Regions from separate parts of the Mus musculus genome. Here all the other regions are linked to region 1. The links are chromatin contacts, called in public Hi-C, HiChIP or PLAC-seq and Micro-C maps. All regions are on one chromosome and are shown on one strand. The core of a region is the stretch at or near the end of the contact, and the rest is flanking DNA. Distances in the headings are between cores, read along the strand shown. Region 1 holds the start of Depdc7 (DEP domain containing 7). Region 2 holds the start of D430041D05Rik (RIKEN cDNA D430041D05 gene). Region 3 overlaps Hipk3 (homeodomain interacting protein kinase 3). Region 4 holds the start of Eif3m (eukaryotic translation initiation factor 3, subunit M).

Region 1 (5,938 bases), core at 1,326-3,825:
TGTACAAGGAATAAAAACACTGTTCATGCGAAGCCCTGGTGGAATGTGCCTGTAATCCTAGCACTTGGGAGGCTAGGGACCTCAAGTTCAAGGCTAGCCTGAGTTACATGTGGAGCTAGCCTGAGCTACATGTGGGGTGAGGGAAGGTTTTGGGGGGAGACACAAGACAAACCTCCAAACAAAAACTAATGTGCAATAGTAACAGTCTGGGTGCATGATGCCAATATTTTTATAGTACAGAAAGAAAAAAGAACAGAGCAAAATAGGCCAAAGGCTGTATAGCTGTGCATTGAATTAAAAAGGAGTGGAGAAAGAAGAAACTTACTGTCTGTGACACTTGTTAGTTACAAGAGAAATTTAAGATTTTTTTGGTTGTTCCTAAACAAATTTTTTAAAATTATGAAGCTGGTGTGCTGGCATGTGTGTGTGGGGGTGTCCCCTGTGGAGAAGGGTCTTATGCATAGTAGACAATTATCCTAACAACAAACTACATACATCCCCAGCCCAAAGGTGATTTCTTTTAGAGCTTTATATTTTTACTAGAATAACCAAAGCATCCACTCCATTCCTGAGACTACACAGATGAGAGGTTCAAATATGCTCACTTGCCTGGCTGATTTTCCAGTTTGGTAGGAATTAGGATATATGTGTGCCGAAATGATTAGATTAGCTATACAAATGGGGCCTGGGTAGTGGTGGTGGTGTAGGCCTGTAATCCCAGCACTTGGGAGGCTGAGGCAGCAGCAATGTCATAAGGTTGAAGCTAGCTTGAGCTACACATATAATTAGTTACAATCCACCATAGGTTATACAGCAAAACCCTACTTCAACACAAAATATATAAGTGAATAATAATGTGTTTAATAAGCACAACAAATGGGAAAATCTGTGTAGTGAAGAAGGTGGGAAGAGGGTTAGGTCTCCCTGGGTATACTCAATGTAGATAGAAAATGCCAGTATTCTAACTAGACTAGACAAACACAGCACAAACTCTTGAAAAATGCCTCAGTCATACATAAAATGCCAAAAATGATCACTACGCAAACCTGCCTTTTTTCAAAAGATCCAATGTTAGTATTTGTCAAATTTATTTTCCAGGATGGTGAAATGTCAATGGTTATAAGAACTATGTTACTATGACCATGAAGACCCAAGTTCGGAGTCTGCAGAGGCCAGAAGAGGGCATCAGAAACCCTGGAGTTGGGGTTACAGACCAGTGGTTGTGAGCAGGCACATGGGTACTGGGAACTGAACTCTGATCCTTTGCTAGTAAAGCAAGAGCTGTACCTGCTGAATCGTCTCTCTAGCCCCCGCCCCCCAGTTAGCGTTTCTTCTAGGCCCTGCCCCATAGTTACCTGGCAACAGCCAGGTATGCCTGCCTGACTCACTGTAAAAGGGGCTGCTTGACGCCTCCTCACTCTCTTACCTACCATCTTACACTCTTCCCTCTCTGTCCCTCCCCTCCCCTCCCCTCCCCTCCCTCCCCTCCCCTCCCCTCCCCTCCCCTCTCTCTCCCTTACCCTCTTAACTCCTCCCCAAACTCTATTCTATACTATACTCCTTGTGTGACTGGTATCTCAGGGGGAACGGATACCTCAGCATGGGCCTGCAGAGGAACCATTCTACCACAACATACCACGCCTCCACCAAGCATATCCCTTCCTTCTTTTTTATAAAACACAACACCCCCCAAAAGAGGTAGAAATCTATAGAAAGGGCAACAGTTGCGAACAAATGCCTTTATTCCCACTCAGGAGATAGAGGTAGCCAGAGATTTTCGAGTTCGTGGCTAGCCTATTCTACAGAGCAAATTCTAGGACCGCCAGGGTATATAGAAAGACCCTGACTTTATTCAAAAGAAGAAGGGAGGGGACGGTCATGCATCCGTCAGCTAGGTTAATGATCTCCAACATCATTCAACCTTGCCGACTTAACCCAGCACTGGGTCCCTGGTTTCTCTACCTCAATTACCCAAGAAACTGAAGCGCTCCCAGCAGCAACCCTCTCTCCTTCCCCCTCCAGTTTGTTCTTCCATGCTCCCCTTCCCGGTGCTCACCAGACCCAGGGTTAATTTAGAATCAACACAGATTTCCTTGGCAGGAAGCCCCATGATCTTTGTTGTTGCGGTCCTCTGACCTCTAGACATTGCTCTCCTAGGCTAGATAAGGTTTTGTTTGTTCTTTAGAGGGACAGGAAGGAAAAAAACTCCAAGTATTTATTATCCTGACACACTTGGGAGCATTTATGGTCCAAATACGAATTGCTAAATGTCGGTTCAGGTAATTCTCATTAAAAGCCCAGCCAACCTGGTCCTAATACTAGCAGGTGAGAGCAGAAAGCACTGAGACCTGGAGCAATAAGACTCCGGTTGGAGCGAGGGCAGATCCTGGAGGGACACCTTGGGACTCAGCGGGTCTAGCCCCGGGCTAGTACCGACTAGCACTGGAAAAGCCATGCCTAAGTACTTTCTACCTGGACACCGCCCGCCTGGAGCTGCCTGGGGCGTTTTGGAGCGCAGAGGCTTGGAGCCAGTCTGTGAAACACGTGATCGCCAGGGGCGGAGCCCGCCGGGAGCCCCGCTCCCCGGGAGTTAACCCGAGGCTTCGGCGCGGGCGCGCAGTCTGTGGAGCAGCGGCAGCAGCGGCGGCGCGGGCACGGAGTCCAGCCCGCCGCTGACATGGCCACGGTTCGAGAGAAGGCGGCGGCGCTGAACCTGTCGGCTCTGCACAGCCCTGCACAGAGACCTCCGGGTGGGTCGGAGGGCCGCGGCAGCGTGGGGCGGGCGCGGGCTGTGGGCGGGCGGTGCGCTCCGCGGGCTGCGCGGCCGCGAGGATCCGCTTTCTCCTCCTGGGTGGGCAGCCGGCCACGGGCCACGGGCCACGGACCCCGCCGCAGCCAGAGCTCGGCGTTTTAGGAACTTTACCAAACTTCGCTCGCAGTGGGGGTTAGGCTCCACAGCCTGACTTGTGACACGCGCGGAATTTTGAATAGTTTCCTGGCCAGCGTCTGGAGAACGAACTCTTGACTGCATGGTGGGATCAGAGGTCGGTGGCTCCCAGACTCAGGAGATGAAGTAATATTGTGTAAATTTAACACTTTCGCTACAAGCAATGTTTCAGTGAAGCCCCCATCACCCCCCCCCAACCCCTGATCTGATAGTTACATGACTTTGGGAGACAAATGTATTGAATCATTGAGGGCGGGTGTAAGATCTTTGACCCGAATCCGATAATCCGTTCTAAAATTCTGACTCTTAATTCTGCAAATAAGGAGATATTTGGATTTGTTTGGATAAGGTGCCACCTTTCCCCCTTTCTGGAACTGCGGGATAGAGAGCTGGAGAAATTGGCTCTCTACCAAAGCTTTTCATTTGTAAAATGCCAACTTGCGGAAACAGTGATTCCTTCCCCTAGGTCAGAAAAGTGTATCTCAGTGGTCCCAGCTATTGTGTTTGACTGACTTTACTAATCAATGCTCCACATAATCTCCAAGATCTTAATGATGAATTTTGCTAGAGAACTGCTTTCTCGGTACAGATTATAAAAGCGGCCTATAGTCCAGCTGTAGAGGTGTAAGCCCTCAGTCCTACACTGGGGAGGCAGAGAGAGGTAAGGCCTCTGAGTTCCAAGTCAGCTCTACACAGAAAGTTCCAAACCAAACAGTTAAAAAATGAGACTGTCTCAAAAAACAAAACAAAACAAAAAAAACCCCAGCAAACAAGATCTGACCACTTACTGCTCTCACCTAACAGGCTCTGATCACTTTATCACTTGACATGGCACTGGAAATTGTTGATAGCTTTAGGCTCTCTCTGGTAAATGGGATTCCCAAATTCACCTACTTTAACTCGGAAGGTCTTTCCTAACAGCTGAAATGTCAGTTCTGGGCTCTGGACATTTGTGAACAGGTTTTTAGGTGGTGAGAGGGAATGCATTTTAAAACTGGGTAGCTAGCTGACTCACTGTGGGAAGGTTTGACCTGTGTGGCTAGCAGATTCTCACTGAAGGAAAAGACCGCTCACTTACTGTCCTCAGCATCAGGCACCCAGGGCTGAGGGGGCTGCTGAGGGGGCTGCTGAGGGGGCTGCTGTGGGCTCCAGCTGCTCTTTGCAGCTGGGATTCCGATTTGCTAATTGTTTATTTACTCCTCTTCCACCCTGCGCTGCTTTGTCACAGTCCTTCTGATGGAGGTAATGGGAGCCTGGGGGTTGGTTCCTTGCCATTCCCTGTCTGTGTGCTCTGGCAAGCAGCTTTGTACGTCCCTTTTTCCAGGGATTAGTAACTCTTTCAATGGCTATAAACACAAGCCGGAACCTGATTTATGAGGAAAAGGGGGTTTGTGCTAGTCTTCTGCCAGAACTTAAGACACCTGTCTTAATACAGACCAACAAGAAAGTGGTTGGCTATCTCGTTATCCCTTTATACTGTAACCTAAGTCTTTGAATTTGCTGGTGTCACTTTTCCAAGGAGCTCAGAATACTTCCCATATGCTTTCTCACTAATCGCGGAATTAAAGCAGGGGAGGGCGCAATGCCTACTTTTGTAGATGTTTCTCTTAGCAAATGTTAATATTGTTCTTGTCAGGAGAGACTTATACCTACAGCCAGCCTTTATGGAGGCACCTCAGAGTCAGCCTTTCTCTAGTGCCAGATAGGAAAGCAAACTTTGGACTGTCAAAGGCAATATCCAGGAAGAGATGCAGTATCTGTTTCTGTCATGTCGGAAAGTTTCCCACTTGGCCTCAGCTACCGAGCTGTGACATAACCTCAGTGACATTTACTGCTCTCACGAAGTTTCAGCTATTGCCTACTAAACATTTCTCTGAGTCATTTTTATAGATTAATTGATTTCATTTAGTACATGTGTAAGTGTTTTGCCTGCATGTATATATGTACACCATGTGTGTGCCTGGTGCCCAAGGAGAACAGAAGAATTATAGGGTCCCCTGGAGTTACCCATCATGTGGGTGCCAGGAACTGAAACTGGCCCCTCTACAGGAGCAGCAAGTGCTCTTAACCACTGAGCAGCTCTCTCCAGCCTGAGTAACGGCTTTGGAACTGCTGTCAAGAGACTGCAGAGATGATTCAGTAGTTAAGAGCACTGGCTTCTCTTCCAGAGGACTTAGGTTAGACTCTTAGCACCCCCATAAAGGGTTGCAACTTTCTGTAAGTCCAGCTCCAGGGGTTCCAACCTCCTCTTCTGGCCTTTGTAAGCACCAGGCATACATATGGTGCACAGACATACATTTTGACAAACACTTACACACATAAAATGATGGAATGAACCTGAAAAGATAAAAATAAAACTTTATACATACCTGGCAAGTGTTCTTTCACTGAACTATACCCCCAGGGTTTTTTATGTTTTGGGAAGGGTGGTGGCTTATAAGAACTATTTATGTGTATGTGGAAGTTTGTGTGCCACATGAGAGTAGATGGCTACAGAGACCAGAAGAGGGTGTCATCATTTCTGGATCTGACCAGGTGGTTGTGAGCTGCCAAATGTGGATGCTGGCACCTGGACTCAGGTCCTCTGAGCAGCAAGTGTTCTTAACTTCTGAGCCATCTCCAGTCCTCCAACTGTTTGTTCATGAATGAGGACAGGATTTTCTGCTGTGGCTCAAGCTTACGTCACATTGGACATTGCTTTACCTCAGCCTCCTGAGTGTGCTGAGACCATGTTCAGCGAACTGTAATCTGTCCCTTAAATAAAATTCTCTTAAATCCTAAATGACTTAATGGTGAGGTGTGCTTTTATTCTTAGCACTAGGGAGGCAGAGGCAGATGGATGTCTTAAAATCAAGACTGGTCAGGACTACATAGTGAGACTTTGTCTTTAAAAAAAAAAAAAAAAAAAAGAAGCCGGGCATGGTGGCGCACGCCTTTAATCCCAGCACTCGGGAGGCAGGCGGATTTCTGAGTTCGAGGCCAGCCTGGTCT
Region 2 (5,938 bases), core at 1,263-3,762, 330 kb after region 1:
AGAATGTGGCTGAGTCTTGTGTCTCTTGTTTTATATCCTGTCCTCTTTCCATTTGGATTTTTTATGTCTTGGGCCAGCAAGTGTGGCTTTTTTGTCTTAATCCAACCCATCTCACAGCTGGCTGCAGCTGTGGCTAGAAAGGTTGGTGTTCTACCTTGCCATCCCCTCGTTGGTGTCCTTAGCTCCTCTGAGAGTCATGCAGGTGGGTGCCCCTGAGGGTGAGTCACCTTCCCTTTCTTCCCTTCTTCCTTTCTTTAAGGAAAAATCCAGATGTATCCAGAACCTCCCACGAGTAGTCCTGAATGTCCCTTCCTCCTCCTGTCCCATTTCTCCATGTACTGTGTTGTTGAATGAGCATGTTGACTTTTGCAAGCCCTCCCTCCTGCCTCCCTCCCCACCCCTACTGGGCACACGTGGTCTTTGTGTCTGTCAGTCAGAACGTGCCTAGACTTTGGGCCGTCATCCCAGTCCCCATTTCCTTCTCAGGGATCACCATTTGCCATTCCTCCCCCCAACCTCCTCAGGGCAGGGTTTCTCTGTGTAGCCTTGGCTGTCCTGGAACTCATTCTGAAGACCAGGCTGGCCTTGAACTCAGGGATCTGCCTGTCTCTTCCTGAGTGCTGGGATTTAAGGAATGTACAACCACTGCCCTGACTTGTAAGTTTCTTAAAACAACTCCAAACGGTACGGTACATTTAACGAAAGGGCAAGGGTCAGTCACAACCCCCCAGGGAAGGATGAATACCCCTCATCCAAAATGCTTTGGGGCCAGAAAGGCTGCACATTTCAGAGTCATCTGGGTCTGGGGATACCTGTGTATGAGTGTGTCTGATCTGAAAATTTGAAGTCATTCAGAGTTCACGTCCCCAGGTCTTAATTATTGCTTTATTCATTTAGAGTATGGAGATAAAGATTAAAAGACAACTCTCAGGAGCTGTTTTTGTCTTACCATGTAGGTAGGTCCCAGGGACCAAGCTCAGATTGCCGGTCTTGGTAGCAGGTGGCCTCGCTCCATGAACTGTCTCACCAGCCCTGGGACTTTTTTGAGTGCTGATATGGCACAGAGGTGTTTCATATTTTTTTGAGCATTTCTGATTTTAAGAACCCACACTACTGCAGTTCAGATCTGAAATGCACGATAAGACACACCTGCTCTCTGAAGTTAGCGTGTGCAAATACATCTCCTGCTTTGCAGTCTAACTGCCGTCCTGCGGACACAGGTGAGGGGGAGACAAGCCTTCTCCAGAACCATGGGCCATCGTGGTATGTGTGTGTGTGTAATAGAGAGAGAGAGAGAGAGAGAGAGAGAGAGAGAGAGAGAGAGAGAGAGAGAGAGACAGAGACAGAGACAGAGACAGAGACAGAGAGAGACACACACAGAGAGAGAGGATGAATGAGAGAGCAGCTTCCATTTCTCAGCATCCCCCTGCTTGCTGTGCTGGGCCTGGAACACACCAGGCCAGGCCGGCCTCAGAGGTTTGACCTCACGGATCTCTTTAGATTGTTTCTTCAGCTTGCCTTGTTCCTTGACCTCCTTCTGGTCTTCTCCCACATGTCACCTTCTCAGTGAAGCCTCTTTACCTCCTGTTTACTGCTGCAATACCTCCATCTCCACTTTCCAGCATTTTACCTTACCATTTTCTCTGAGGCTTTTTAAGCACTGTCTGGTAGTCAATTTATTACCTACAGAGATTATGTTTGTGGCTCCTGTCCAAGTGTCTGGAATAGGGCCCGGCATATAACAGGGCCAGGTCAGTGCAAATGCTTTTCCCTGACACAGTCGCTGGCAAGCAATGGGTGCTGCTGGGTTTGCTGCTATCCTGTGGACAACTTATTGACTGAAGGGAGTTTGAAGCACCTGCGAACTAGATAGCCTGCTCAAGGGTACAGATGCAGAACAAGGGTAAGGGCAGAAGGACAACTCAGCTGACTCTGCCCTTTCATCCTACTAGAGAGAGACTGACTAGTCAGCTCTCTTATTTGGGAAAGACTTTTTGGAAATGCCTGTAGTTGTCCCAAAGCTCAATGCACTGCCTCTCTCATAGTATGGCTGCAACAAATGTTTATAACGTGTTTTATTTACTTCAGTGTTTCATTGCAAATAGGGCACAACAGCTCTAGTTCTTTGGGGGTAAATTTGGCAGGCAGGTGTCTGCCAGCCCCCCAGAGTAGCAGTGAACAACCTGCACCAAGCTCTTCCGCTCATCCTCGGAAAGCTTTTCCAAGATGCAGGTTGAGCACCTAGCTTTCTCAGCACGTTGACCGTCGACCGTGAAGGTATCTAGGTGTCCAGTCCCTTCTCCGGTCAGAGGGCTATCCCAGCCTACCTTTCCTTCTCACGATCTGGGAACCCTGGGCGGAGGAAAGTCCCCCTCAACGAGGACCTCGCCAGCGCAGGGCAGGGTTCAGCCCCGCGCGCGGGAGCTGGGGGCGCGCGGTGGTTTCGCGCGGGGATGCGCGCGCGCGCCTGCCTCGCCTCCCTTGCCCGCTCCTGTGCTACGTGCTTTCTTTGTCAATGAGGCGCCGCTCGGAGCTGCAGTAGCTTTCGCGGCTGGAGCCAGAGCCTAGCGATCCAGTGAACCGACAGAGATAGAGACCTGGGCGCAGGGGCGGCGGCGGGCGGCACGCTGCACGAGCTAGGTCCGCGGGTCTCCGTGTCTCGCAGCCTCGCGCTCGAGGTGTAGCATCCGGCCCTGGGGAGGGGACCGGGGCGCCGCCCGTCCCACCCTCGCCGCACCGTGGGAACCCCCATGCAACCCCGGTACCCGCGCGCCTGAAGCCGCGGCTCCATTGAGCCCGCCTCCCACCGAGGCAGGACGAGCGAGCAGCTCGCACCTCCTGCCTCCCTCCGACTCCCGGGCCATGGCCCGAGATGCCCGGTGAGGAGCGGTGCGCGGAGGGCTGGGCTCACCGGCGCGGTGTGGAACGAGGCAGCGGCCTGGATGTATGAACAGTCCCTATGGCTCTGCAGGAGGCGAAGCCCCAGGGCCCGAGCGAAGCTGAGCCGGCAGCGCGGGAGCCCAGGGACCGGCTCCGGGAGCAAGGGCTCTGCGGGGCGGGCGGGATCGCCGCGCGTTGCCAGGGCGTGAGAAGCTCCGAGGCCCGCCGGTCCGAGGATGTGCTGCTGCGGCGGCCGCTGCTGCTGGGACTCTTGCTGCTGGCTGCCCTCTCCGGGCACTGCTGGGCCGACTCCGGTAAGCGCTTGGCAGCGGCTCTCCGCCCGCGGCGGGGTCTGGAGCCGCTTAACCGCGTGGTGGTGGGTGGTGGGCTCTTTGCAGCACCGCCAGGCTTTTATTTGCCCTTAGCAGTTGCACCAGCGGGCGAACTGTCAGAAATCTGTCTCTTGAGAAGGCATCGTGGGCGGTGAAGAAAGAGGCACGTTTTTATCTTTAATTTTTCCTCCCTGGACAAGTTGTAAATGCTTCCTGGTGGTCCCACAAACACGCTTCCTTTAGCTAGACATGGCGTAGTTAGGATAGCATAAAAGAGACCTGTTCAGTGGGATGTTGTGGATGTTTTGGGCTTCCCGTTGCTAGTATTCACTTTGTCTTAAGTGCAAGGAATGACCTGAGAGTTTGAAGCAATTTCTGTGTCAAAATAGCGTTCCCCCGTTGCTCATAACAGGTTCCCCTCCCTTCCTTTTGGGAATGAGGTACTTAAAATAATTGATTGCATTTTGCAAAAGGTTCAGGCATTGATCAAATGTATACCTATTTTTTACAAGAGGCTCGTTGAAGAAGAGTCACTCTTGGTGCTCAGACCACCAACGATCCTTCAGAAACAGATTTCTGTACTTCCGCGGACGATTTTGTGGATCTGTTGTAACTATTTGGGCAGAATTATTCTGCAGAAGTGCTTTGAAACTTACACTGCGCGGCCAGCCATGGTCTTTGAAATAAGAATGATTGCTATGACTCCCGTGAAGGGCAAGCTTCTGTGTTTGTGGTGGAATTCTAGATTATAGATACATTCAGCCTAACAAATGCAAACCTCTCATTTTAGGTAACTGGTTTCTGTAGTGCTGCAGCTTTTAGTGAGGACCAAGGAGAACCGCCCCTCGCCCTCCAACACGTGTCTATGTATGGCCTTTCCCCATATCAGATTGGAAGTCCCAGTTTTGAAGGAGCTTATACCAGTTTTAAATTACGTATTCTGGTGGGCTATATCTATATAACTGTTTAATTTAAAGCCATTTCCCTTTGATTCACTTAAAAGTCACTGACAAGGAGTCTGTGTGTCCAGGAATTTCTGTTGTGATTCTTTCTTGTAGTTCCAAAATTCAGTAGTTGACCTTCTAGGGACTCCGACCCTCTGGCTTTATATATGTGACACAATGTTGAGAGAAGTCATGAAGAAGGCATAAGGAAGCCCCTTAGTGACCACCGGCTGAGAACCACAGAGGTTTTGGTTAGCACTCACCCAATTCTTGATAGTTCTGTAAACCGTTTGAGAGCTTTTATGCCTTGAATGTTGCTCATTTGCTCGCAGAGACTGAGAACTGTTCAGCCATCTGTGACGTGAAATTTAGCTTTCCTGTATTGCCCCATTCAGGCCCATGCCAGCCGATTTTTTTTGACAGGGTTTTGGATTTCTGATCTCCCTTCCAACCTTTGTATTTGGCTCCTTCTCAACCTCTGAGTCTTTGCTTGGCTCATCTTTCAGTCAGCCAGAACCTTCTCTAGGGGACTTGTCATCTTCATCTTTTGCTCTTAGTCTGCCCCCCCCCTCCGCTTTTTTCTTGAAGTATACTGGTCCCGAGACATAGCCTAGGATAGGCAATCAGAATGAAAGTGGGTGTCATTCAAACATCTGTTCTCTGAGGCCTGTTATTTCCCCCCTTCTCATTAGAGTTGGTTTCTCTGTGCTATTGGGGTGCCTTTTCTACTGTCACCTTCAATGCTCAGTTTTCCATGGACAAGACCACCTGTGGCTCCACTGCCTGCCTCTGAGCTTTGCAGCATCCTGTGGCTTTACCACGGATTCCATTTTTATGACTGGCTTCTTGGTGGCAGAGTGAACACTGGGCATCCAGTCTGACCCTTATCACTTCTTTCATATGCTCTCTGATTTCAGCGTCTTTGCAGCCTAGGAGAGGCCTGGGCCTCATACAGGACATCTCGAGAAGTTTGTGGGAGAAAGCACTGTCTGGAGGGAAATGGAAGGCTAGGTGACTCTTGCTGGGGACATTCGACTTTCCTCCTTGTCTGGAGCTTGCTCTGATGGGCAGCTGCAGCTCCGTGCTGTTCTCTGCAGCCTGTGTCTGATGCAGAGTTATCTGAGAGGCTGAGCCAGTGACCTGTCACATTCTGCTTGAAGTCCTGACTGCTTCCAAGCCTGTCATTTACATCACTATGCTTCTTGATTTTTAACAAGGCTAAATCAAGCATCTGCCTTCGTTGGAAAAATGGGCAAAAATAGGTTTGTTTCTAGAAAATACTTCCCGGATTCCTAGCACCTTGGTGGCAGGGCCTTTACAGTGTGTTCTAAGCTGGTTCCACCACCACGCTCCTTGTCCCTTTGCCTGAATCATCATGGGAAGTCTGCAGTCACACTTAGTGCTCTCTTGAAGGCACCCTCTCCCGACTGTGTCCCATGGAACCCCTGCTCACAGGCTTCTGTCACTTCTGTTCTAGGAAAGAAGTTTCTGAAGGGCGATGCCTCTCATTCTCTCCTGCCATCTGGGTTCCAGGCAACAATGGCAGAGTGCAAATCTGTCATCCTACCTTTCCTAACTCCCTCCCCGTTTAACTGACATCTGCAAACGTCTAATGTATCGGCTGTGTGCAGTTGTGTGCAGGCACAGTGCTCATCCCCTGTGGGTCTCTGCTCAATGTGACCTTGGCTTCTGTGACCCTTGTTTCTCTCTCCCATGTGAAATGGGGGTAATAAAAGCTCTACCGCTATTGGGTGGGTGCACTGATTTGGTGACTGCGGCAAA
Region 3 (5,938 bases), core at 2,347-4,846, 290 kb after region 1:
GAGTTGGGTCTTTTGCAAGAGCAGGAGGCACTCTGTGCTAAGCCATTTCTTTAGCCACATGATGATTTTTAAAAGCTAGCAAGAATGTAGCAAATTAGGAACATTTTCTCCCTTTATGTTGTGGTTTTATTTTATAATTTTATAGAACATCTTTACTCTTCATTTAAAGCAATCCCATTATGGATATAATTTTCAGATAATGTCAGAGAGCCTGCTTGTGTAAACCTGCATCTCACAGGTATACTTTCATATTTTTATGAAAAAGATTTTTAAGGTAGTGTGGGTATATGCATTTTGCTGAAAGATATTATACCCCTCCTAAGTATTATTACCCTGTTCCAGTGTAACATGAAGGTGGCCTTTTGGAGCTGTGCTGTAGTTCATTTAGTTTGTAGAGTGCTTGCCTGGCATGCAGGAAGCCAGAGTTTGGTCTCCAGGTTGTGTGTGTTGGGTGCTATAATCTCAGCATCCAGGAAGGGGATGTAGGAGAACCAACCAGGTGCGTACTAAGCTCTGGGATGCACCAGACCCTTTCATCCCCTTCTCTTCTCTTCCTTGCCTTCAAGTCTTTTTTAAAAAGGAAGAAAATGCCTTTCTTCACAAGGTATTTTAATATGAGTAGGTTCAGTAGACAAACTTACAAAATTTGAAATGGTTTAGCCACGTTTTACAACATTAAAAGTATAGATATGTTTTATGTGTCTTGTGTAGGTACTTTTTTTTATGTGGGGAATAAGAATATAAAGTGAAATAATGATGTTTCTTGACTGCTTTGTCCTCAGCACTGTGCTAAAGAGTTTACCACTAACCCTTGGAGTAGCTAAAAAATAGCAACATCATCTGCATCTTATGAACAGGAAGTTGAGATTCAGATTTGTTGCACAACGGTGACAGAGTTGGGGAATAAAGATGTGTGCTACCACACTCAGTTTAGAAGCAATTCTTTGATGTCTCGTTTCCCTACTGTTTATGTAGTCACCGTGTGACCAGATCCTACTGATTTAACTCTGATATATTCCTGCATGTAATTTTGCCACACCTTTCTCTGTGTCTTGTTTTTGTTCTGGTCTGGACCCCTGCACTGTAATTTTTTTCTTTAACACACACAATTAGATTTATTTTATGTGTATCTTAGGATTTTTATTGCTACAACACTATAGTAGCTGAAAGAAGTGTTTTATTACACTTCCACATCAAATCCATCACCAAGGGAAGGCAGGTCAGGAACTCAAGGCAGGGCACTGGAGGCAGGCGTTGGTGGTGAGTCTGTGCTGCTGCTTACTGGCTTGTTCTTCCTGGCTAGCTCATGGAAAATAAAAGAGGTCATGCAACTCCTAGAGCTGGAGTTCCTGATGGAGCTGGAGTTCCCGATGGGTGAGCTACCCTGTGTGAACTCAGGTCCTCTGGAAGAGCAAGAAGGCTCTTTATCACTGAGCCATGTCTCTGGTCCTTCTCCAGCCACCGTTGACAGTGTACAAAATTATTTGTTTTAGCAAAGTGTAGTTTTCTAGTTTTTCACTTGTTGTCCATGCTTGGGGCTTAAAATTTAAGAAACTGTTGTCAAATTTAGAGTTATAAAGGAATGTAACTATATTCTAATAATATATTAATACTATGTTTTAATAATTTATTGTCTTAGTTCATGAGGAATTAAATATCCTGTTTTTAGACAAGGGTGGAGTTTAAGTCATGAAACAGAACAAAAGCGTGGATTGATGGGCTAAGTAAGCAAGGGAATTATGTTACTATATTCATCCACATGCTTATGATTCTGGTTCTTCACCTACTGCATCACCTGGAGCAAGTTCCTTCCTCTCTGAGCCTCAGTTTACTCATCGTGACACTGTTAATAGCTACTTCAAAGGTTGCTGTGAAGATGAACACATAATGTAGAGTAAGCACTAATGTGTTGGGACACTACATGCACTTTATGCATAGGAGCTACACTGAGGGCGGAGCTTTGCAAGATTCTTTGATGTGGTGACAGGGAGTCTCCCATGCTTATTTCTTGGTGGCTTACTTCTGACATGTGTACTGCTGCAGTTCTTCAGAGCCAAATCAATTGGTGTAATGTATTTGAATTTGTGTGAATGCGTGGCCATTTACCTGTCTGTAGTTATTTGAGACAGTCTTGTTAGCCTTATCTGGTCTGGGAATCATTGTGTAGCCCAGGCAGGGCTTGAACTTAGTCCATTTTCTTCAGTGCTTTGACCTCCTAAGTTCCTGAGTTGTGCTGTATATTTACTATGGTAGCCAGTAGTGTCTGATGCTGTGTAGTAGGTAGGTATGAACTAATTCGAATTCTTTGAAATGACAGAGCTGAGTCATGGCACAGCTACATTAGTCACATCTGAAGTGGCCAACACATCGCGGTGCATGGTAGAAACAGTGTCTCCAGCGATTTGGACATCTGTTGGACAGGGCTATCTGGAGGCTTTGTGATAGTGTTTTCTTGAGTGATTTTAGTTTTAGTATAGAAGGTGGGTAGTGGTGTTATTTCTAGGACGGCTGGGCTTTTTGTTTACTCTTTGTGATTTTTTCCCCCCTCATGTTTTTGAAAAGCTTAGGCCAGGGCCCCTCTTCCCTAACAGTCTAAACAGTAGTTTTTGTGTTCCCAGGTTAATGAGAGACAGTTGCAGGCTCTAGGCCACTGCCTTCTATTTATTCTTTATGCCTTGCTATTAGTAACGGTTAGAACATGAGATGGGTTACTGCTCAAGTTAGATCTCCATCTTTATACATCCCAGCTGGTACGGTGAGAGGCAGACCTGTAAACAGACTCCACAGGTGCTTGCATTCCAGGAGAAGAACAGGTGCCAGTCTCACTTTACCAGAGAAGCCTCCGGGCCAGGTTGCCAGAGTCAGAGACATTAGAAAGATCCCAGTGGCAACACAGCCTCTTCCCTTATCGTGAGGACCCCTTAATTAGCTGCGCTGCTCCTCTTCCTTGCCCACTTGAGGCCTCAGAGATGCACGTGCCTTCTTTGGCATTCCCTCCTCCTATTGCCACCTAGGAGTCAGCACGGTCTGGCTGCAGGTTCTTGCTGTGAAAGATTACCCCTTGATTCTAGATCTTTAAAGAAGGGATCCCCAACTCTGCCTTATTGGCCTGAATGCTCTTCAGAGCTCCACCACGTGGCTTGCTCTACACCTACATATCTGTTAACTTTTCTATTTCTTTAAAGTGTTTCTATTGGTTTGTTTTTGACAGTCAGTCCTGCTATGCAGTCCTGGCTTTACTCTGTCTCTTGACTGTTCCTGGGATTAAAGGTTTAACACCCCCATGCCCACCAATAACTTTTCTAATTAAACTTCTTCCAAGTTTAATTAGACAGTTTATGGACAGTTTACCATAATTTCTCTTTTGAACTCAAAACTTAATGATTATCTCAAGAAAATGTAGTTTCAATCCAATGATATTTTCTTTTTATATTGGGATTTGTTTCTTAGAGTTTGTGTCTTACCTGTTATAAGTTACTTTCTGTAGACGTTTAAAATAGATTTTTTTTTTTGAGTGGTTTAGTTCCTTAGGAAGCTGTATAAGGGACAGAGTTCCCGTGTGTTCCCGCCTTCACACACAGTTGACCTCACACATCCTGCCGTCACACATCTTCAACCTTCTCACATGCACACCCCCTTTCTCTGGCGCTTTATGTACAAATGATGATCCTAGGTGCATATTACTTCTCCAGATCTGTACACCAGGCTGCTTGTATATTATCCAGCTTTATAATTGGCTCCTCTTATTTCCTTTACTCAGAATATAATTCACAGCGGTGACAGTTATTTTTAGAGCAATTATCTCAGGGAAGTAGTGGTTTTAGTAGGAAATCATGTATGGTCATGATTTAGAGGTTTGCTTTCATGTTTCCTTAAATTCTAGTAGTCTGGATTTAGGAGTTGATTAATGTAGTTACCTATTTTGTGGGTTACAGAGTATCTGAGAATTTAATTTAAAACATTGAAGTGGAATGTATTTTGAGGAACATTGTATCAAATTGGATACTTTATGTTCCCCATTGCTTCTTAAATTGTATGTATTATTATGGTGTGTGCCTATGCTATATGTTGGGTGTGCACACACACCATGGCTCAGGTGTAGGTCAGAAGACAGCCTTTAGAGTAGGCTAATTCCTCCACTGCTTACCAGGCTTGGAAATGCTTTAATCAGCTGAGCCCTGTGCTGGCCCAGTGAATATTTCTTTAAGGGAGCCTTAAGGACCTTCTAGTATTCTTTAGAGACAAAATGCACAGTTATGTTGTCTTGTTTGTAGAGAGCTCACTTTATTCCTTCCCAGGTTTATTCTTTAGCTTAAGTTTTTGTTGTGCTACTATTTTTCATAAACATAGAGGCAGTCATTCTAGTACTCTTAATTTAGATGTGTTTTTGGTTGAGGAAATGAATAATATGCCGCTGGCACTTAGTTTTGTTGTTGTGTTCTGTAAAGGCAAGTGTATCCCTGTCATGCATATGTTGTAAGTGGACTTCGGAACAGTTCCTTATCTATTCAGTTCTGGTAGTTGATGATATCTAAACATTGATGCAGAGTTGTGGAGGGCTTGTGTGACTGTGGTACAACATGGTAAAGTGGAAAGGGAACCAGACTCATGCAGAAAGGGGCACAAGTGCCAGCAAGATGTGAAGAAGTTCAGCCTTGACCCTTTTATAACAAACAGCCTTTGCAAGAAGAGAGTCTGTCCTGTGACACTAAGGCACATAGACCAACATTAGTCTTTTCATAGGTGGTGGCTGGCTACCTTCCAGCTGGCCTTTTTACATTGGGAGTTGTATTTTCAGAGCATGAACCTTAGGGTACAAGGTATATGCATCTCTAGTTTGTAAATGAATTGAGGCTAATGAAATGTCTAATTTGCTTAAGTAAATAATAGTATATAGTAACTATAGAACTTATGTGCTTATTTGTTTATTCATTTTTATCTTGTTGTTTGAAACCAGGGCCTCACACATACCAAGGAAGCCTAGATACATACCACTGAGATACAGTCCTTTTTGTATCTTTTAGTTTTGAAATAAGATCTCTCTAAATTGCCTGCACTGCCTTAGAACTCTGTAGAACAGGCCTTGAACTTGGGTTCCTCCTGATTTAGCTACCCAAGTAGCTGGTATTATTAGTCCTGTGACATTGGGACAGATTTTTAAATTTTAAGCATCTATTTATGTATCTATTGCTATTTATCTGTCTGTCTATCTATCTATCTATCTATCATCTATTATCTATTTATCTTTTTGAGACAGGGTCTCTGTATAATCTTGGCTGTTCTGGAGCTCACTATGTAGATCAGGCTGGCCCCAATGCCTCTGTCTCTGCTGGGATAAAAGGAGTGAGTGTCTGTGTGTGCAGATTATAGAGTATAACCCTTGCTTCTGCTATATGGGTTCAGGGGATGGAACTTGGGTAGAGTGCAAGCAGTTTTATTTTGCTGGTCCTAGGCCTAGTTTATTTACTTATTTCTAAAACGCTTTTATTTATTTTTATGTGTATGAGTGTTTTGCTTGCTCACTATTTGCATGCCTGGTATTTGCAATAGACCAGAAGAGGGCACAGGATTCCCTGAAACTGGAGTTACAGATTGTTGTGAACACCACGGGTGTGAATGTACCCAGGTCCCCTGGAGGAGTAGCCTGTGCACTTAACTGCTGAGCAATGTCTCCAGCCCTCTTGAAAAATTTGTTTGCTAGAAAGGTAAACATTATTTGTTGTGATGGGCAAACATTTTCTTCCTTTCCCTTTCCTTTCTATCCTTTCCTTCTCCACCATCCCACTCCCCTCTCCTCCATTCCCCTCCCCTCCCCTCTCTTCTCCTGTCCTCCTCCTTCCAATCTTCCTCCCCCCCCCCCCTTTTTTTTTTTCCTGAGTTGGTCTCACTACAGAGCTCTGGCTGTCCTAGAACTCACTATATAGGTCAGTCTGGCCTT
Region 4 (5,938 bases), core at 1,661-4,160, 270 kb before region 1:
ACTGAGTTCAAGGCCAACCTGGACTAGTGAGAGCTCACCTCAAAAGAAAACAAACAGCCACATCAGCTAGAAAAATGGCTTTGCCTTTCAGAATATATAGGGTTTTGTTGAACTTTCAGCTCCTTCTGTTTTGGGAAGTTCTGAGGACAGTTTGTGAAAGTCTCAAGAAGGATAATATAGTAGTGAAGGTTGTATGTGTGGTTATCAGCAGGGGTGACTCTTTACTGCTATTAACATACCAGTGACCCCATTTTATATCAGGCATAGGTTAGCATCAGCTAACCCCAGTTTCAACTGACTCTAAACTTTTTTTTTTAAGCATTTAGAATGCTTCCTGTCATATAGTAGATAGTACTTCTTGTACCATTTGTCTAAGGCAGATTTGTGTTTAAAGAAAAACCTTAAGATTATCAGAAAACATTTTATTAACGAAAAATAATGCTAGGGTCTTTTTTCAATTAAGAAATGAATTTGACAAAAAGTGTCATTGAAAAATTATAAAGGAGTATGCTGGCTAGTTTTATGTCAGTGTCATACAATTTATAATTACCTGAGAGGCAGGTACCTTCTTTGAGAAAATGCTTCCATAAGATTGGGCTTGCAAGCAAGCTGTAAGGCATTTTCTCCGTTAGTGACCAGTGGGGCAGGGCTCAGCCCATTGTAGGTGATGCCATCCCTGGCTGGTGGTCCTGAGCTCTACAAGAAAGCAGGCTGAGCAAGCTATGAAAAGCAGGCCAGCAAGCAGCAGCATCCGTGGCCTCTGCATCAGCTAGAGTCTTGATTTCCTTCAGTGATGGACAATGATGTGGAAGTGGAAGCCAAACAAACCTTTTCCTCCCCAACTTGCTCTTAGTCATGGTGTTTCATCATGGCAATTAAAACCTTAATATGACAGTTAATCCCTTAGTGATAGAAAGCTTGCTTAGTCCACACAAAGCCTTGGGTTTGGTTCCATCACAATAACATAAACAATAAATAAGTTGCATGCTTTAATTTTGTTCTCTCTGGAAGGTCAACCACCTGCTGGTACATAATTTTGTCAGAGAGATCAATATGTTTTTAGCGAATGAGTAAATATCTAAAGATTCAAATAATTTTGTCTCTATCCTTTTGAAACCTCCTTCTCAAAAGTCCCCTGAAGTCACCTCTTTTACTTCACAAAGTCATAGAATAAAGGAAATCAGAAAAAAGGGGCGAGTAAGGGACGGGGCTAATATTAAAATAGGGTTTTAAAATGTTCAACAAAATATATGTATTTTTAAAGAAAGACTTATTGATGAGTTAAAATAAAATACTGAAGAAAAAGCTGGCAACATTAACATTTGAAACAAATTTCCATCAAGAAAGGGGAAAGAAGCTGAAAGCAAGGTTGAAAAGTATTAATCTTAGAAAAAAAAAGTCACCTTTCAAAATTCAAAGCAAAGATTGCTGTGATGATGAGCAAGGGTTGCCCTCCAGCTTCAGTGCCCGGGCCTTGGCCTAGTTAACTAGTATATTAGTGTGTTTACAGGACCACTGGGTATCTTCTCCCTCCTGAAATTCTGAGAAGACCATTCTAATAAATATGTTCTGGCTCAGCGCCCCACTCTCCTCTTACACCCTCTCTTCTCTCCTCTCCCCCCTCAGAAATCTGCTCCCCTCTTTTCAACCAGTCTCTCTTCCTTTTCTTCCTTGAGAACGTACCCCCCCACACACACTCATTCCACATTGTAACCCAGTACTCCAGGAAGATTGTCTTAGTGTGCTTCCCATTGCTATGATAAAATATTGGCCAAAAACCGACCTGGGGAAAAAGGGTTCATTTCATCTGACAACTCTCAGGTTAACCTCCATCGCTGAGGAAAGTCATGGCAGGAACCCAAGGCAGGAACCTGGAGGTGGGAACTGAAGCAGAGGCTTGCTCGCTGCCTGCTGACTTGCTCCTTGTGGCTAGCTTGGCTTACTTTTCAATGCAACTCAGGGCCACCTACCCAGGGTGGCACCACCCACAGTGGGCTGGGCCCTCCCATGTCAATCATTAAGGAAGAAAATACCTGACAGGCCATTTATTGGGGACATTCTATCAACTGAGGATACCATGTGTATATTCTCTAATAAAGTCTGTTTTTACTTTTTCAGCCCACTTTTTAATTGCATTTCCCCCTTATTGTTGCATTTACAATGTTCTTGATCTTCATGGCTCCAAGTTCTGCATCCAGGTTCAATCAACTGCAGACTATAATATTCTGGAGAAATATCTGTGCTGAATACGCAGACCTTGTCATTCCCTAGAAAACAGAGGACATAGAATTTACATTGGATTAGCTATTTTAAGTGCCCTGGAGATGACTTAAAGTACACAGGAGGTTATATAGACACGAACTAAGCCATTTTTATGTAAGCGTCTTGAGCCCCATAGATTCTGGAATCCTTAGAGGAGGGATCCTGGAGTCAATCCCTAACATACACTGAGGCACTGTGTATTCTGGATAAGTCCTTATTAATTAAGTGGGAGCATTCTTTGAAAACTAGTCACCCTTACTTAGCAAGGAGCATGGCCTAGCAACTGGACCAGCAAACTGGGAAGCATAACACAGGGGAAAAAAAAAATAGTTCCAAGGCTTTAGGGACAGGGGGCACCTGGAAAGCTCTCAGAGGCAGCAAGAGCTCTCTAGGCTCCCGAAGCTTTGGCCCAGGTAGGGTTCCGTGACCCGCAGGCAGCAGGCGGGCAGAGGACACTTTAGCCCAACCCACCTAAGTTTCCGGGGAGAGGGGAAGATTTCAGGTAGGAGCCTGCGAGGAGCTGAAGCAGAGGCCCGCGGGGAGGAAGTAGTACTGTGGGCCCCGCCCACGAGGCCCGCCCTCTGTGGCTGACCCGGAAGCGGTTGTGCGTAACCCTGTACGGCACCGCTCTCTTTTCCGGTCGGCGTGTTTCTGGATCGGAGCGTCTTCCGCAGCCCGGCCTTCACCATGAGCGTCCCGGCCTTCATCGATATCAGCGAGGAAGACCAGGTGCACGATGCTGGGCCCTCGGGGCAACGGGTGCGGGGGATTCCCGGGACGGAGCCCGTGAGGGGGAGCGCGCTCTCCTGACCTGGGTCTCGGCGCGTGCGCGGCCGAGGGTCCGGATGCGGGCCCGGTGGGCGCCAGGGCTCGTCCGCAGTCGTCGATGACGACCCAGAACTTTTCGGGGACAGGGACCAGCGTCTGCTAAGTTCGCGTGTGGCCCGCAGGAGCAACTTTGAGCGTGTGAATGCGGGCCTTCCGCGGCCACAGGCGACGGTGGCATGCATTTTACTAGTTGGCTCGCGTTTTCTGTTCCCAGGCGGCTGGGAGGCAGGAGCATCTGGCGGGCCATCCTGGACACTTTGAAGTTCACTAATTGGGGTTTACACCTGGGTGTACAGGACAGATGGCTTCTCCTTTTTCTGTAACAGGAGGTTAATTGTTGGGATGACAGTCTTTTAATTTTCTACAACCCAAACTGTTCTTCGTGAGCATGCATACGCTTTTATAATACCCACTGACAGAAACTTGGGGTTCCATATGTTACACAGGAGAAGAAAGGAAGTTATGCACACATAGAAAGATGCCGCATTAAGAGTATTTGACAGCAGAGGAAGCTAGAGTTCCCAGGCATTGACTAGTATTTACCAAAAAGGTACTTCAGGCCAGGGGCTGAATAGAGCCTTGGCATTGGCCATATTGTAGAGTGTCTTGTTGTCAGCAAGAATGATATAAAAACATTAAACTTAACTAATTCTTAGAAAAAGATTTGTAAAGCAGGAAGTGAACAAATGCTTTCTTTACATCTTGGTTAGATTATATATTTGTGTCATAAAGAAAAAGAATGATTTCTGCTGTTATTTTGCTTTTTCTAATATGACACTTGAGTTTTCAAAATATCTTTTTTATAATACCATGCCATCTTCTGTATAAAATTACTATGCTATTGTTTGGAAAAATAATTCCATCAGACCTAAGGGTTTGTTAGGTTTCTGAGGTCACCAAACACATTTGTGGGATTAAAAATGTTGGTTATTTTCCCCAAGGCTCTTTTGGCTTTGTCCAGACAATTTGACATCCGTGCTTTTTCTTTCCCCAACCCCCTTCTTGTTTTGATATTTGGGAAGTGTTTCACTATGGCTTGTTAAACCTTGGCTGGCCAGGAACCTGTAGAGATCCCCCTGCCTCTGCCTCAAGTGCTGTGGTCACAGTTATATGTCACCTCACCCTGCCCACCACCTCACCCTGGCACCTGTGCATTTTCTAATGGAACGCTTTATACTGTGATTCTTTAAGTTTTTATTCTGTTAGCTTTAAGTCATCTACATTTCTGTTTCAGTGCATGAATGTTAAACCATCGAAGGAAAAACGTTGTTAAAGATCCTAACTAGAGAGTAAAGTAGGAAACATCCAAATGACTTATTTTAGTAGTTATTTTGATAGTACCAAAAGTGCTTTCTGCCTCTGAGAGTGATGTTATGTTTTAAGATATTTGTTATACAGTGCATTGATAGACAATTTGATACACATACACTTTCATGCAGGCTGCACTGACAGGCATTATCTTTTTATATTGGTATCTCCCAAAATGCTTGTCTCAAATGGTTCTCAAGTTATTAGCAAATGAATAGACTATTGTCCGGATGATGACTGTGATTTTAGTAGTGCTATTTATATATACATTTGACAGCTATAAAATTTTCACTTACTGGGGGAAAAAAACCTCTTCAACTTTGCCAAGTCAGATTGATGTATCTTTAGTCCCCATCCCTCCCAGTGGAGACCGCTTAAATGAAATAAGTAAAGCATTTGCTATAGACTGGAAGTCCAGTGGATACAGGTGGCAGGAAACTGAATATGATCTTTGTGAACTATGTGTCTGCGTGGACTTTGTAGAGGGAGGGAGGGAATCAACACAATTGGAGGGTAGTTAGTTAGCACTTGCATGTTACTTTGGAAGCAGGGCAGATGAGTTTGATATTTGTGTTTTATCATAACTTGATTTTTACAAGTGGATCTAGAGATTTAGCAACCCTGTTTGATTCATAGGCTGCTGAACTTCGAGCTTATCTGAAATCAAAAGGAGCTGAGCTCTCAGAAGAAAACTCGGAAGGTGGACTTCATGTAGATTTAGCTCAGATTATTGAAGCCTGTGATGTGTGTCTGAAGGAAGATGATAAAGGTTTGTTTTAATTCATTCTACAAAATATTTCTTACAAGTTCTCTACCTTAAAGTTTTTCTTGTCAGTTATATGCTTTGGTTTGAGACTTAAGATTTTTAAGCAATGTAGAAGGGAAAGAATACAATCAAAAATAATTATGAAGATATTTTTCAATTAAATATTTTCAGTTAGTTTTAAATGTAATATTTTCATATAATTTCAGGGTTTTTTTCTGTTAGACCTATAAAGTAAGCCGTTCTGGGGGAACCTTTTAAAAAAACGGAAAAAGTGTGTGTGTTTGTACATATACTTGATGTTGATGGTTTTAAAATGAACTGAAGCGTTTGGATGGACATCAAAGAGGGTGTTATTTCAAGTAATATTTAATTTAATATTTAATTGTTCAGCTGCTGCCCATTGAGATACAGCTTCTCAATAGTCAGTATAGTTTCTGTACTGTGAACTCTGAAATATTTGTTAAAGTTTAAATATTAAATTTTTAGAGCGATTAATATCTCTAATACTTGAAAATGAGTTAAGCAGCAGGAATATAACAGCCATTCACTTCTAAATAATTCTCTACATGAGGTACAAAGTTTTCTTCAGTTGTTGAGACCTCCTGACCTAAAATCCAGCTAGTAATTTCAAGATGATTGTGTATTATGCCAATGGAAATCATAAAGAAAACGTGGATGTGTAAATGCTGGCGCTACAGTGGTGCTGGTGAGGTGAGAGTTCATGGATGCTGTAGTCTTAAAGCTCTCCCTGAAATCAAGGTGTTCTCTAACTTT

The links. A called contact is a pair of places that touch in the nucleus more often than the background predicts. HiChIP or PLAC-seq counts read pairs in DNA pulled down with a chosen protein or histone mark.
Region 2: a contact with region 1 is called in a Micro-C map of embryonic stem cells, with 4 times the contacts expected there. The contact joins the promoter of D430041D05Rik here to the promoter of Depdc7 in region 1. A contact is called at or near these places in 13 of 39 promoter capture datasets (the 3T3-L1 cell line, 3T3-L1-derived adipocytes, the C10 cell line and 9 more), 2 of 484 Hi-C or Micro-C datasets (the HPC-7 cell line and embryonic stem cells) and 2 of 115 datasets of contacts at active chromatin or transcription factors (both in embryonic stem cells).
Region 3: a contact with region 1 is called in a Hi-C map of the HPC-7 cell line, with 1.9 times the contacts expected there. The contact joins the enhancer-like site here to the promoter of Depdc7 in region 1. A contact is called at or near these places in 1 of 39 promoter capture datasets (liver), 20 of 484 Hi-C or Micro-C datasets (the Ba/F3 cell line, the G1E-ER4 cell line, the HPC-7 cell line and 5 more), 3 of 115 datasets of contacts at active chromatin or transcription factors (bone marrow-derived dendritic cells, bone marrow-derived macrophages and embryonic stem cells) and 1 of 9 other capture datasets (embryonic stem cells).
Region 4: a contact with region 1 is called in a FOXA1 HiChIP or PLAC-seq map of pancreatic cancer cells. The contact joins the promoter of Eif3m here to the promoter of Depdc7 in region 1. A contact is called at or near these places in 2 of 39 promoter capture datasets (liver and pre-B cells), 1 of 484 Hi-C or Micro-C datasets (pro-B cells), 1 of 115 datasets of contacts at active chromatin or transcription factors (pancreatic cancer cells) and 1 of 9 other capture datasets (pancreatic islet).

What each region holds. Positions count from the first base shown.
Region 1 is chr2:104,739,494-104,745,431 of GRCm38.p6, reverse strand. It overlaps Depdc7 (DEP domain containing 7), which reads left to right and starts at 2,575. Exons shown (of 9, transcript NM_144804.2): 1 at 2,575-2,750. The coding sequence starts at 2,678.
Region 2 is chr2:104,407,185-104,413,122 of GRCm38.p6, reverse strand. It overlaps D430041D05Rik (RIKEN cDNA D430041D05 gene), which reads left to right and starts at 2,512. Exons shown (of 21, transcript NM_001368844.1): 1 at 2,512-3,194. The coding sequence starts at 2,960.
Region 3 is chr2:104,455,164-104,461,101 of GRCm38.p6, reverse strand. All of the region lies in intron 2 of Hipk3 (homeodomain interacting protein kinase 3), which reads left to right. Among named protein-coding and RNA genes, the nearest start is that of Mir1902, 29 kb to the right of the region's middle. Within about 2 kb of position 3,596, at least 30 of the 459 cell types and tissues checked have an H3K27ac peak or open chromatin away from gene starts, as enhancers often do. A contact at or near this core is called in the HPC-7 cell line and bone marrow-derived macrophages, where this site is marked.
Region 4 is chr2:105,013,999-105,019,936 of GRCm38.p6, reverse strand. Eif3m (eukaryotic translation initiation factor 3, subunit M) reads left to right here and starts at 2,910. Exons shown (of 11, transcript NM_145380.2): 1 at 2,910-2,991; 2 at 5,035-5,167. The coding sequence starts at 2,950. It overlaps Gm38521 (predicted gene, 38521), which reads right to left and starts at 2,816. Exons shown (of 2, transcript NR_165821.1): 1 at 2,734-2,816; 2 at 1-2,267.